Linked DNA regions of Sus scrofa: region 2 is linked to region 1. The links are chromatin contacts, called in public HiChIP or PLAC-seq maps. All regions are on one chromosome and are shown on one strand. Each heading gives the region's core, a stretch centred on a gene start, on an enhancer-like site or on the middle of the called end of the contact. The rest is flanking DNA. Distances are from core to core; before and after follow the strand shown.

Evidence for each region. HiChIP or PLAC-seq counts read pairs in DNA pulled down with a chosen protein or histone mark.
Region 2: an H3K27ac HiChIP or PLAC-seq map of skeletal muscle shows a contact between it and region 1. The contact joins two enhancer-like sites. A contact is called at or near these places in 5 of 47 Hi-C or Micro-C datasets (brain, fetal skeletal muscle, skeletal muscle and 1 more) and 2 of 2 datasets of contacts at active chromatin or transcription factors (alveolar macrophages and skeletal muscle).

The regions. Positions count from the first base shown.
Region 1 is chr2:47,110,727-47,114,118 of Sscrofa11.1, reverse strand. It overlaps MICAL2 (F-actin-methionine sulfoxide oxidase MICAL2), which reads left to right. Exons shown (of 38, transcript XM_021083313.1): 29 at 32-106. Among named protein-coding and RNA genes, the nearest start is that of PARVA, 84 kb to the right of the region's middle. Within about 2 kb of position 1,573, at least 29 of the 83 cell types and tissues checked have an H3K27ac peak or open chromatin away from gene starts, as enhancers often do. A contact at or near this core is called in skeletal muscle, where this site is marked.
Region 2 is chr2:47,342,790-47,346,181 of Sscrofa11.1, reverse strand. No RefSeq gene overlaps it. Among named protein-coding and RNA genes, the nearest start is that of DKK3, 42 kb to the left of the region's middle. Within about 2 kb of position 1,636, at least 6 of the 83 cell types and tissues checked have an H3K27ac peak or open chromatin away from gene starts, as enhancers often do. A contact at or near this core is called in skeletal muscle, where this site is marked.

The sequences.
Region 1 (3,392 bases), core at 324-2,823:
TCCCCTCCCCCTTTTCTTCTTCCCACCACAGCTCTGCAGCGGGCCAATAGCTTCCAGTCTCCAACTCCCAGCAAATACCAGAGTGGGAGAAGAAAATTCCAGTCCAGTGAGTCATGCGCTCTCTGGGGGTTGGGGGGGGCGTGGTGGGGAGGCAGGAATTATGTGATGACTTCTCAGGGGCAGCTGTTCTCACTCTTCACATGCCCTTTCTGAACTGGCCTCCTGGATGTGAGGAGCAAGGAAAGAAATATAGGTTTGATTCTATTTCCACTGCTCACTAGAGGACTCATTTTTCCAAGGGATTTGCTCCCTTCTGTTACCCTTCTGTTACCCTTCAGCTCCCTTCAAACTCTGCAATTGCACTTGAAAAGGACCCTAGCAATCACTGGCCCCAAGCTTCTTGAACCACAGTTGAGGAAAATGAGGGTCTGTATGGGTTTTTTGCTTTTGTTTTGTTTTTGTTTTTGTCTTTTGTCCTTTTAGGGCCGCACCCGAAACATATGGAGGTTCCCAGGCTAGGGGTTGAATCAGAGCCATAGCTGCCGTCCTACGCCACAGCCAAGCAACACTGGATCCGAGCTGCGTCTGTGACCTACACCACAGCTCACGGCAATGCTGGATCCTTAACCCACTGAGCAAGGCCAGGGATCGAACCCCAACCTCATAGTTCCTAGTCGGATTCATTAACCACGGAGCCACGAAGGAACTCCTAAGGGTCTATATGGTTTGATTCAATACACTGGAGTTGGCCTGGGGGCATCAGCTTAATCTCAGGCAGTAGTGCAGTAGCGGGGAAAGCAATGAAGGAATACACACACACATACACACACACATACATGCAAATACACACTGTCCTGTTCCCTTTTCTGAGCAGGCTGTGGTCCCAAATCCTACATCCCCCAGGAAGGGCCCATGGGTGAAGACCAGGGCTGGGAGGGGACTAAAGCAGCAGGCTCCCACTAGGGGGCACAGTCGTGCAGCATCCTAAAGATTCTGCCCCATTTACACAGCAGGTGTTCCCTCTCCTGTCCTGAAAGAGTGGCAGGGCCTCTTCATCTGATTCCAAATCCATCCCTGCCTTCCACTTCCTCCTGCCCCCACAGTCCCTCTCGGACTTGCTGTAGGAGAGGTGGACCCAGGAAAGCCCTGGCGTAGACACAAATTTGTTTAAAAGAAACGTTGGGATAGGAATAACCTGCCACTTAACGTGATTCCTTCCTTCTGAGTCAAGGCTGATTCCTGGCCAGTGAGTCATCCACCCCCTCCCCGCCCGCCGCCCTGAAACCTCCAGACCTGCAGCCTCCTCTCACTCGGGCCAGGCAGGAAGAAGGGCACTTCTAGAACTGGACCAGAACTGCACCCCTGGGCAGGCCCTCCACCTGGGGACAGCCTAAAGTGACTCTTGAACCATCTTGTAGTCCCCAGCGATGAGGGCGAGAGGAAGGAAAGAATTCATGTTTGCTGGAGGCCTGGGCCAGGCCTTTTCCACATGCTCTCTCGTTTACTCTCCCACCTCAACCCCTCCCCAGTCACAGGAATTCTGCTTCTATGGGTGGGTCTGTTTGGAAGCAGAGATTCCACCTAACGCTTCCAGCCAACTTGAGCACCACTCGTGAGAGAGGCCCAGCCTCACCCTCGAGAAGTGCCTCGTCTGGGGGGAGAGCAGGGAGCCTGGTGGGGGGGGTTGCTGGAGGAGGAACAGGAGGGAGGGGACTGCTAACCAGCAGCAGGGTTTCTCAGCTCTGTCTTTAGTTATCCCGGGAGGGTCAGGTGTTGGTTCTCAAGTGTATGTAAAAGTTGGTTTGAACGCAGGCCTTGAGTTTGAATCATTTCTATTGGCTTAGTGCCTAGCATGGAGGAGGCACCCAGTCCTTGCTTGTAGAATGAATGAATGAATGAATGAATGAACGAACGAAGGAATGAAGGAACTCATTAAAGCACCAGGGACCACGCTAGCTGAACTGAGTCAAACGGAGGGGGGCCGCCAAGAGAACCTGGGTGCAGGCTGTCGCCCCTAGAGGGCGCTCCAAGACTTCGGGAGGAAATGCGCGTCCCCTAAACGCCACATTCTGGGAAGCTGCACCCTGGAATCCGAGTCTTTGTGAAAATCTCCAGAGCCATCTTTTAGGTCATCTTCATTTTGCCCAAAAGGAAGCCCAGTAGGCAAGGCGGAAGGAGCAGAACTTGGGGTACTATCCCTTTGCTGCCTGGTTCAGCCCAGCTCTGGCCCCAGCCCCAGGTAGGAGGACGGAGGGGGTTGCATGCCTGCCCTTAGCACTCTCACCAGCTGACCATGCTCACCAGAATGACCTCCAGGGGCAAGGGGAAAGGTCTCCATTGCCAGAGGGCCCAGAGAAGAGGCAGCGGACAGGGGTGGTGGGGCTCTGGTCTCCTCATCAACCCCCTTTGCACGAGGGGCCTGGAAGGGCCAGTGGCACCCACGACTGAGTCCCCTGCAGAGGATAGGGCCACCCTGGCTGGACCATGCTGAGGTTTCAAGGGAAACAAGGAAGAGCTGGCCAAAAGCACTTGAGTTGGTGAGTGAGAAAGAAGCCTCAGGACCCTGAATTAGACAAGTCCTGGTGGGGGTGTGTGCAGCCCCCCTGGAACAGGTCAGTGGTTCAGCAATGCCTTTATTGGACCCATGTGTGTGCATGGGAGAAAGGGAACCAGGTGGAGTTAATATTGAGCTAGCATGTGACATTGACCTTGTGCTTGGCACTGGGCTCCTCTTTTTATCCCACTTTATTTCCTCAGCCACCCCACAAAATAGCACCAGGCTCCCTATTTTTTCAGATGTGGAAGCAAGGGGCCTGTGACTTGCTCAGTGTCAGGCCACTGGGTGGGTGTGGAGGGGGTGGGGTTCGAGGCTCCCCTATACCATCCTCCGAGGGACCCCAAAGGCCTCGGTGGGTGGGATCTTCCCACCACCTCTCAGCTGGGCTCTGGCCTCATCTTCCCGTCCCAGACCCTCCCCACATCCCAGGCAGTGGCTCGAATGGCAGGCATTTTGTTTCCTGCAGCACCTCAACCCTGCCCCAAGTTCTATCCTGAAGACAGTGTGTGAGGATCACGTGTGGAGAGAGACCCACTCACTGGGTAGGGGTGGAGCTTAGGCAAAGAAGAGAGGGGGCAGCTCCTAGGTCATGACCTTGAGAACCCCAAGGCTTTCCTGTCGGCTTGGTTCCCAAGGTGTCTGGGCTCCGTGTGGGAAGGTTCCTGGATTGCTCCTGGGGGAACGGGGGTGGCGGGGGGCAGTCTGTGGAGCTGAGGGGCCTTTGGCACAAGGTCAGAAGTTTGATTCGGGAGGTGGCAGAGGGGAGAACGAGGGGGCGAGGAAGAGGAGGAGAAGGAATTTGGCAGGAATTCAGCAAACCGAGGACAGGAAGCAA
Region 2 (3,392 bases), core at 387-2,886, 230 kb before region 1:
TTTTTCATTTTGAATATAATCCATGGCAATAGTTTAAAAATTAGAAAATATAGGGAGTTCCCGTCATGGCGCAGTGGTTAACGAATCTGACTAGGAACCATGAGGTTGAGGGTTCGGTCCCTGGCCTTGCTCAGTGGGTTAAGGATCCGGCGTTGCCGTGAGCTGTGGTGTAGGTCGCAGACTTGGCTCGGATCCCGCGTTGCTGTGGCTCTGGTGTAGGCTGGCGGCTACAGCTCCAATTAGACCCCTAGCCTGGGAACCTCCCATATGCCACAGGAGCGGCCCAAGAAATGGCAAAAAGACAAAAAAAAAATTAGAAAATATAGATGAGCAAAAGGAAGAAAACTCAGATCGCTTATGATCCCATTGTTGGAGAGAAGCCACCATGAATGTTTTGTTCCATATGGGTGTATTGGTTATCTATAGCTGCTTAACAAATATCCCCCAAACTTAGTAACTTAAAACACACATTTATAATCTCAAAGTTTCTGTGGATCAGAAACCTAGGAGAAATTTCCTGGGTGTCTTGCTTTGGGGATCCCTCACAAGGTTTCCATCAAGGTGTCAGTGGGACAGCTGTCGTCTCAAGGCTGATGCGGAGAGCATGTGATTCCAGGCTCACTCATGTGGCTATTGGCAGCTCTCAGGTCCTCAATAGCTGCTGGTTGGGGACATCAACTCTTTGCCACAGGAGTCTCCCTGTAGGGAAACTCGCAGCATGGCAGCCAGCTTCCCAGAAAGGAGGCGAAGGAGGGAGGGCATCCATACAGAAGACAGTCCATTTGTGACCTGGTCTTAGAAGTGACAGTCCATCTTTGGCTCCTTGTTCTATTCATAGAGCTGAATCACTCTCAAAGCGGAGAGATGACACAAGTGCATGAGTCCTAGGAGGTGGGGTCATTAGGAACCATCTTAGAAGGCTATGACAATGTCCACATTTGGTTTCTGTTTTACTTATGAATTAAGCCGTGAATCTTGACCTGTGGAACATGTAGAGGGGCTCCTTTCCAGATTCTAGATTCTACTGGGTCAGCATCTCCATGGGTGGGGACCTCTCCCCTCTATAAACCTATCTTTCAAAAACTCCATTGGTCACTCTGATGGAGCCAGGGTTGAGAGTCACTGGCAAATATAAATAAAAGTGGATGTTTATATATGGGGGCTGGGGTGTCGATATATGTGTATGTGAAGTGGATGTGACACACAACTGTGCATATTGCTTAGAAGTGTGTTTTCCCCCTCAAACAGGCTTGAATACAAATGTGCCTCGGCTCCCCGTGTGGGGCTGCCATGTCTGTCCCTCTGCTCTCTGGGAGCCACGCCTGAGGGGTGCTCCCCAGCAATTGCACCTGGCAATCACGACCTTCAGTTCTGGGGGCTTTGGGGGAGCTGTGAGGGTGGTAGGGGTGCTCAGCCTCCGTGTTTGGCCCCAGTGCAGCTCTGACATCAATCTGTCAGTGCAGAGGACACTTTTAGATGCAAGTCTGCTGGTGTGGGGACTTTAGGAGAACAGGAATCCCTGGCTGTGAAATTGCTGGCATTTCATGATGTGAGAGAAGATTTACAAGCTCCATGCTGTGCTAGGCTGTAAAACCAAGCCCAGTAGTTATGCAATCAAGCCTGTGGGGCAGGCAGAAGGCAAGGAGGTGGCAGGTGGAAACAGGGGAAGCCACCTCCTCACTGTGCCTGGGACCCCCCGGACCCAGTTACACACCTATGGGGGGCTCAGGTCAAGGTTCTTCCTCCAGCCATATCCGCCTTCTGGGGAGGATCTCCCGGTAGTGGTTAGGGAACACATGGGCCAGTAGTAGTAAGTGAGATGGTGGATTCAGAATGGAGAAGTTTCAAAGGTCCCCTTACCTGATGCTCCCTTAACAGGGTACCTTCCTTGCTAAGAGTCTGTTCTCCTGCTTGGCATTCAACCCTATGACCCATTCCAAAGGAGACACCCAGAATGTACTCTCCCATGATCCTATTTAATTTTTTGTACAATTAATAAACTTTTTGTCTTCCCCACTAAAATAAAAGCTCCCTGGCAGAAGGAATCTCAACTGTCTGGCCCTCAAAGTATTGCTGGGCTGCCATACGTATATGTTGGCAGAATAAATGAAAGAATAAATATTTGGATGCTTCCAGGGGTGGGGAACTCACCACAGCCCGTCCTGCAAAGCTCTTGGCCATTGGCTCTTCCTCAGCTGGCTGCCTTTATCTCCATGTGGCCTTCCTTCCTGTCTTCACTTGCAGGGCCCCTTCTGAATAAGTCCACTCCTCCTCCCCATCGGAGCCATCCAGGGATGTGAAAACAGTGGCTCCCTTCATGCTTTCCAGGATGAATGTCACTGTTTCTTTCAGCTTTCTTCCAGGTATCACCTGTGTCACCCTAGCTATCCTCCTCCAAAGGGCTCTAATGGGTCACAGACCCTCAACAAGCTAGGCTAACTCTTTCGAGACCCTTAGCAAGTCTTGACAGTTTGCCGATTTTGAAACCCTCTTCCCCCAACACTCTATCTATCTATCTATCTATCTATCTATCTATCTATCTATCTATCTATCTATCTATCTATCTATCTATCTATCTATGTTTTTAGGGCCGCACCCATGGCATTTGGAAGTTCCCAGGCTAGGGGCTGAATTCGGAGCTGCAGCTGCCGGCCTACCCCACAGCCACAGCCACACCAGCTCCGAGCCGCGTCTGCACCCTATACCAAGCTCATGGCAATGCTAGATCTTGAACCCACTGAATGAGGCCAGGGTTCAAACCTGCATCTTCATGGATACTCCTCAGGTTCGTTACCGCTGAGCCATGACAGGAACTCCCCCCAACAAATATTTAGATCTCTTCTTCACATGCAGAGTTTTTAGGTAGGAAATGAGTCAATCGATGTAACTGAGGATTGATGGTTTAAACCAGTTCCAACTCTGCTCCTTGCTCAATTTTTCCAATTATAAGCAGCTGCAAGTAGGGGCCCCCAGATTTGGGGGAGCGGCAAATGGCTCTACTGACTTTGCCCCCACCCCCAAGATTCTCTGGACCAAAGTGAGAGGTGTGGGACTGAAGGCAGGGTGAAAGGCATGGTGCCCCTGGACAGAGAAGGGGACCCGCTCTTTCTCTCCATCAAGGATAGTGCTTACTTGGTGGAGGGGCAGGGCACTGGGGGGCTTGGACCCTTAAGGAGCGGCTACCAATCAGATTTGACAGGGGGGAAGTTGCATTTGAAAACTGATGTACAATATTCATATTATTTTCATGCGTTAATCTGCAAGTCAAAGTTCAGCAGTTTTAATGCCTAGTAGGGAAAGAAAACAGAGTGCCCCAGGGTTTTGCGTGAGTGAGTTTCTGAAGGTCAGCAAACTGGCTGGGACTCTGCACCTGCTCAGCTCCCCCAAGCTTG